Linked DNA regions of Zea mays: region 1 is linked to region 2. The links are chromatin contacts, called in public Hi-C maps. All regions are on one chromosome and are shown on one strand. Each heading gives the region's core, a stretch centred on a gene start, on an enhancer-like site or on the middle of the called end of the contact. The rest is flanking DNA. Distances are from core to core; before and after follow the strand shown. Region 1 holds the start of LOC100285916 (protein CYPRO4). Region 2 holds the start of LOC103654185 (probable alpha,alpha-trehalose-phosphate synthase [UDP-forming] 9).

Evidence for each region. A called contact is a pair of places that touch in the nucleus more often than the background predicts.
Region 1: a Hi-C map of leaf shows a contact between it and region 2, with 10 times the contacts expected there. The contact joins the promoter of LOC100285916 here to the promoter of LOC103654185 in region 2. A contact is called at or near these places in 11 of 25 Hi-C or Micro-C datasets (bundle sheath, ear, endosperm and 4 more) and 2 of 3 datasets of contacts at active chromatin or transcription factors (leaf and seedling).

Annotation. Positions count from the first base shown.
Region 1 is chr4:180,207,092-180,210,558 of Zm-B73-REFERENCE-NAM-5.0, reverse strand. LOC100285916 (protein CYPRO4) reads left to right here and starts at 1,493. Exons shown (of 2, transcript NM_001367228.1): 1 at 1,493-3,171. The coding sequence starts at 1,597. LOC100280612 reads right to left here and starts at 1,149. Exons shown (of 6, transcript NR_176461.1): 1 at 976-1,149.
Region 2 is chr4:180,057,421-180,060,703 of Zm-B73-REFERENCE-NAM-5.0, reverse strand. It overlaps LOC103654185 (probable alpha,alpha-trehalose-phosphate synthase [UDP-forming] 9), which reads left to right and starts at 1,373. Exons shown (of 3, transcript NM_001329560.1): 1 at 1,373-3,283. The coding sequence starts at 1,694.

The sequences.
Region 1 (3,467 bases), core at 244-2,743, 150 kb before region 2:
AGTTAGTGAGCACATAAATAAATCAATAAAACAATATAAAGCTATTCTCTTGAGTTTCATCACCATATGAATGACAAGGTTCTTACATTGGCTTGCCAAGCCTTCAAGGCTCAAGGGAAAACATGGAAAAAACTACAAAAAGAAGTTTCTACAAAACCGGGATAAGTTTGACAGAAGTGAGTGACCTTCGCAGAACTCCAAACACACGGAACTCATCTTCGAGTTCCCCGGAAGTCACGCGTGCATCCAAGTTGCCGACATACACACGGGCCATTGTGAACGAATCCTGAACTTAGTCAGAAGAGGCACAAATAGAGTTAAGTCAAATTAGCACCCCCAAACAATTAACCAAAAAAAACACATTGTAAACAATTTTCATGTCCAAAAGGTGCTAAGAGTAAGGGATGAGTATCATAAATCAAAACAGGTGGGTATCCGAAATCAAGACATGTCTCACAGAACATCACAGACACCACCTGCCACAAATCCTGGTAATGAGTAGCCGACCAGATTCGGAATCCAACAATGTTCTAAACAAAAATTAGTACCAGCCGATGTTTTGCTGCTACAGCAGCAAATTTACAACAGAGTGGTCAGAATCATATTTGGAAGTCTAAACAATTACCGACCCTTGCCAGCAAAGTTAGATCAGATCCTCATTCCCTAAACCAAGGAGGTACCTCTATTGACCCAAACGAACAGGAGAACAGGTCATTGCATGATAAATCGGATGATATAAGAATACTAAAGAACGTCAAGCGGATTCGATACGGATTCGCAACAACTCCAATCCAATCACGAGATGGGCACAGTATGACGACTCAAACAGAAGGGGCACGCGGATTGCGCGCGACCAGCTCATGAGGAGATGGCGTCGACAACAACCAGTTACGCTTCTAGGGTTCCAAAAGCTTGGAGAGACTAACACAGATGCGGAATCAGACATGAGACTGGATCAGAGAGCTTTGTTGTTACCTACGCGGGAACAGATGAGAGCAGTCGCGAGTAGCACGTCCAAGTTCCCGCCTGCGGCAACTGCGGCTGCAGCGTTGGCGGCGGCGCAGGGCAGAGTGAAGCGAAGAACCTTCTGGTTGTGTGGAGCCGATGGGAAGGAGAAGGACGGGTTGTCTGTTCTGGAGACCGGGTGGGACCGTAGGAGTAGGAGGCCGGGCCATATATGGGGCTGATTGTGTGAGTTGAGTCGTACACTCGCGTGGGCCTTTTGGCTCCTCGGGCCATATGCCCATTAGCAACCCTGCTTTCTCCAAGTCCGGGCCCAACACCCACTATGGGCTTTCCTAGTCACCTCTCTCTCATCAAACTCAACACCAATCATCGTAGTTCGCCCCCTTCACGAAGGAACCTGCTCGGCCTCGCCGTCCCCGGCGCGTGGAGCGCGTCGCGTCCGCCACACGCACCGACCATCCCCTGCCCTCATCAGCAATCCCCGGCCCGCAGCGTACAAATACACGCTCCCCGCCGCTCCGACCTCACTTTCCCCGCCTCCATCACCAATTCACGATCTCCTTTCCCGCACCGCGCCCCGGATCGCCGGCTCGCAATTCCGGAGTTAAATTCCCCTCCACCGCAACCGTCATGGGCGGCTCCCACAGCCGCGAGGACGTCGATCTCACCTCCTCCGACGAAGAGGAGGAATTCGAGGACGACTATGACGCCCGATCACCCATCGCGGAGGCCGCAGCGAGCGCGGGGCAGCGCGACGACGACCTCCTCCGCACCGCCACACCTTCCTCGCTTGAGGCCATCGACGCCAAGCTCAGGTCGCTGGATCTCAAGTACCAGAGACCTACCGCCGCCAAGCTCTACCTCCACGTCGGCGGGGCCTCGCCTTCCGCGCGCTGGGTGCCCGCCGAGCGCCGCGCGACCTACGCATTCGTCGACCAGTCGAGCGACGACGCCTCCTCCCCCAGGTGGTTCCTAGAGGTTGGGCCGGGGCCGCGGGTCTCCGCGCCCGTGGACTCGGCGCTCCAGCTGAAGACGATCCCCGCGCAGCGCCGGGCGGACTTCGCCGCGAGCGGGTCCGTATGGGCTCTGCGACTACCCACCGACGCCGAATTGCGCCGGTTCAGGGTGGAGTACGAGCGCTGTCTTTTCGAGAACACGTACGGAGTGGAGGCCACGGACGAAGGGCGGAAGGAGGTGTTCGGCGCCGACTTCGCCGCGTGGGCGCGGCCTGCCGAGGCCGACGACACTGTTTGGGCCGACGCGGAGGAAAGCCTCACCCCTCCCGCCGCAGCACCAGGGAAGGACCTGCTTAAGGAGTTCGAGGAGGAGGCCGGCGACGGCGACAGCATCCAGAGCCTCGCGCTTGGGGCGCTTGACAACAGCTTCTTAGTCGGCGGCGCCGGGATACAGGTGGTCAAGAACTTCCGCCACGGCTTGCACGGGAAGGGCGCGTCGGTGAAGATCTCGGGAGGCCGTGGCGGCAGTGGGAGCGCTTATTCGACGCCGAAGAAGGCACTGCTGATGCGCGGCGAGACTAACATGCTACTGATGAGCCCAGGAGAGGCTCTGCATTCCAATGGTGTTCACCATGTTGACGTTGAGACTGGGAAGGTTGTCGCAGAATGGCGGTTTGAGAAGGATGGAGCTGATATCACAATGCGAGACATTGCCAATGACAGCAAGGGAGCGCAGTTGGAACCCTCCGGGTCGACATTCTTGGGCCTGGATGACAACAGGTTGTGTAGATGGGATATGCGCGACGCCAGAGGCCGGGTGCAGACAATCGGTAGCTCATCAGACTCACCAGTGCTGAACTGGTCACAGGGTCATCAGTTCTCGCGGGGCACCAATTTCCAGTGCTTTGCAAGTACTGGGGATGGTTCAATCGTTGTTGGTTCTGTGGATGGCAAGATCAGACTCTATTCTAAGAGCTCGATGCGTATGGCGAAGACAGCATTCCCAGGCCTTGGGTCCCCGATTACACATGTAGATGTTACTTATGATGGGAAATGGATTCTGGGAACAACTGACACATACTTGATCTTGATATGCACTATCTTCAAGGACAAAGATGGGAAAGAAAAGACTGGGTTTAGTGGCCGAATGGGGAATAGGATTGCTGCACCAAGGCTTCTGAAGCTCACTCCACTTGATTCAGTTTTAGCCGGGACCGACAACAAATTCCACGGCGGGCAATTCTCATGGGTAAGTTCAAATCTACTGTTCTGAGCACATAATAATAGATGCCCATGTTGCTAATCTAGTAAAATTAAATAGAATGCTAATCTAGATATGCATGATAAATGAATTATCTGGATTTATCTTGTCCTGGTCATAGTAACAGTTCGTTGTTGCACTAACTAATTTATGCAAGTGATTTGTATAGATGTAATGGAATTATTCTCACAACAAGTAACTCTGTACCAATTAAATGCCAGTGATTTGTATAGAGGAGAGAACTTGTTCACCCTTTTCTCTATGCATATGAACGTGCCTACTCG
Region 2 (3,283 bases), core at 124-2,623:
TTCTTGTGTGTTCTTGTCAAGCGCTTTTTATTCGGTGGTTGGTTCATATTATTCATTCGAGTAGATTTTGTGTAGGGCAAGTCGTTAGCTATATTCTTCACTACTTCGTATTTGTTCAACAGATTATCTAATTTAAGTTGAGCAGGTTCAAACTTGTTCAGTTGTAATTAAAATCGACTGAACCGGTTTGCACCAGTGCAACTTTAATTTAACCTATCTCGAAGTTTTTAGTGAAAATTTTCAGGTATAGCCTATTCACCCCCCTCTAGGCTACTTTCAATCATCCCCCACGTAGAAAGACAACCAAACATCCCCGAGTCCCACGCTGGTTTTACACATGCCTTGCGGCTCATTCTCATGGAAGTCACCGTTGGTCGACCCTTCTCCTAGCCTATAAAGGGGGAGGCTGGCCTCATGGCAAGGGAAGAATCAGAGAGGGTCGAGAGGAGAGAGCTCTTAGGCAACTGGACACCATTAGACGAACACGAATCCACAAGGACGAATAGGAGGAAGAGGATCACCAACGAGGACATGGAGGCCGGAGCCCCGTTAAAGCCAAGACCTAGTTAGGACTCCACCCAGCAGCTTCTAAGCTCCACTTCCACCCCGATAAAAGACTTGGGAGCCTCTCATCCATCTCTCAACCGCTTGTAACTCCTACTATGAGTTTGATCATCAATGGTGTCGGTAGCGTAAGCCACCGATGACTGAAAGTAGGGGACGTTCTGCATGAACGAGTATAAACCTTACGCCCTCTGCAAACCTCCGGAGCCCCAAACACGTATACTAAATTTACTTGTCAGAGCGATGTATGAAACACCAACAATAAGAATAAAAAATTTACTATCCCCGTCTCAATTTATAATGTGCTTGATTTTTTTACTAAATTTGATTGGTTCGTCTTAATAAAGAAGTCTATAAAAAATAAAAAATCCAATGGCGTACTTAAAGTTAAATAATATCGCAATAAAAATTAATAATAATTATAAATTTTTTTAATAAGATGTACCGATCAAACATATGATAAAAAATATCAAAGAACACATAGATTGGTCCCGATATCGAGGGTAACAAGTGGTATTGTGGGTATTTTTATTAAACTTGAACTTGGTAAAGTATACTTTGGAATGATCTATTAATTTGTTGAATATAGAGTATAGATTTAGCGGATTAGTTAAAATCTCAATCTGATTCCGTGTACCAAGATCTGGTCAAACGGGCCCATGAACCCACCGTTAGCCGACCGCGACACTGATGCACCCAACCATCCCACATTCCCACGTCGGGGAAGAGCGGGGCAATGCCGTCATTTCCGCGGGCGAACGTTGTGGATAAGACTAGAGGCCCAAGCCCATGCGCCCATGCCGTCACACCTCCTACTCTGACCTCCGGGTCGCCCCGTCCGTGTCCGTTCCTTCTTCCTCGCCGCTCAGACACGCACACGCATATCCAGCTTGCCATATTTGTACCACCTGTCCTCCTTCCGTGCCCGAGACCCACCTCGGCGTTCTTATCCCCAGAAACTTCGGCAAAAGTGATCGATCCGTCTCCCACTCCCACCCCGACCGACCGACCGCCGAACGAACCCGACACACCTCGTCGCGTCGCGGCGCTTCTCTTCTCTTCATGCGCTATCGCCGCCGTTTCCACCTCTGCGACGCCCACAGATAGGCAGGAGGAGGACGAGGAGGCGATGCCTTCGCTCTCCTGCCACAACCTCCTCGACCTCGCCGCTGCCGACGAGGTGCCCCTGCCGTCGCCGACGCCGCTCCGCCTCCCGCGCGTCATGTCCGTCGCGTCCCCGGCCTCGCCCACCTCGCCGTCCCCGCCCGCCCCGCCGCGCCGCGTCATCGTCTCCCACCGTCTGCCGCTCCGCGCGTCGCCGGACCCTTCCGCGCCCTTCGGATTCAGGTTCTCCGTCGACGCCGGCACCGTCGCGTACCAGCTCCGCTCGGGGCTGCCCACCAACGCGCCCGTCCTCCACATCGGCACCCTCCCAGCGTCCGCGGCGGAGGCCGCCTCAGATGAGTTGTCCAACTACCTGCTGGCTAATTTCTCGTGCCTGCCGGTGTACCTTCCCACCGACCTCCACCACCGCTTCTACCACGGATTCTGCAAGCACTACCTCTGGCCGCTCCTCCACTACCTCCTCCCGCTGACGCCGTCCTCGCTCGGTGGCCTCCCTTTCCAGCGAACGCTCTACCACTCCTTCCTCTCGGCCAACAGGGCGTTCGCCGACCGCCTCACCGAGGTGCTGTCCCCCGACGAGGACCTCGTCTGGATCCACGATTACCACCTCCTCGCGCTCCCGACCTTCCTCCGCAAGCGCTTCCCGCGCGCCAAGGTCGGATTCTTCCTCCACTCACCTTTCCCCTCGTCGGAGATCTTCCGTACGATCCCCGTGCGGGATGACCTCGTCCGCGCACTCCTCAACGCCGACCTCGTCGGCTTCCACACCTTCGACTACGCGCGCCACTTCCTGTCCGCGTGCTCGCGGCTGCTCGGCCTCGACTACCAGTCCAAGCGCGGGTACATCGGCATCGAGTATTACGGCCGCACCGTGACTGTCAAGATACTCCCCGTTGGGATCGACATGGGGCAGCTCAGATCGGTGGTCTCGGCGCCGGAGACGGAGGACGCGGTGCGGCGGGTGACAGAGGCGTACAAGGGGAGGCGCCTCATGGTAGGCGTCGACGACGTCGATCTGTTCAAGGGGATCGGGCTCAAGTTCCTGGCGATGGAGCAGCTGCTCGTGGAGCACCGGGAGCTCCGCGGCCGCGCCGTGCTGGTGCAGATCGCCAACCCTGCCCGCAGCGAAGGGCGCGACGTGCAAGGCGTGCAGGACGAGGCCAGGGCCATCAGCGCCCGGGTCAATGCGCGCTTCGGCACCCCCGGGTACACGCCGATCGTGCTCATCGACGGCCCGGTGACGCCGCAGGAGAAGGCCGCCTACTACGCGGCCGCCGAGTGCTGCGTGCTGAGCGCCGTGCGCGACGGGCTCAACCGGATCCCGTACATCTATACGGTGTGCCGGCAGGAGAGCACCGCGCTCGGAGACGACGCGCCCAAGCGGAGCGCCATCGTGCTCTCTGAGTTCGTCGGTTGTTCCCCGTCCCTCAGCGGCGCGATCCGCGTGAACCCGTGGAGCGTGGAGTCCGTGGCGGAGGCCATGAACGCCGCGCTGCGGATGCCGGAGGCCGAGCAGCGGCTGCGGCACGAGAAGCACTACAAGTACGTGAGCACCCACGACGTCGCCTACTGGGCGCGGTCCTTCGACTCGGAC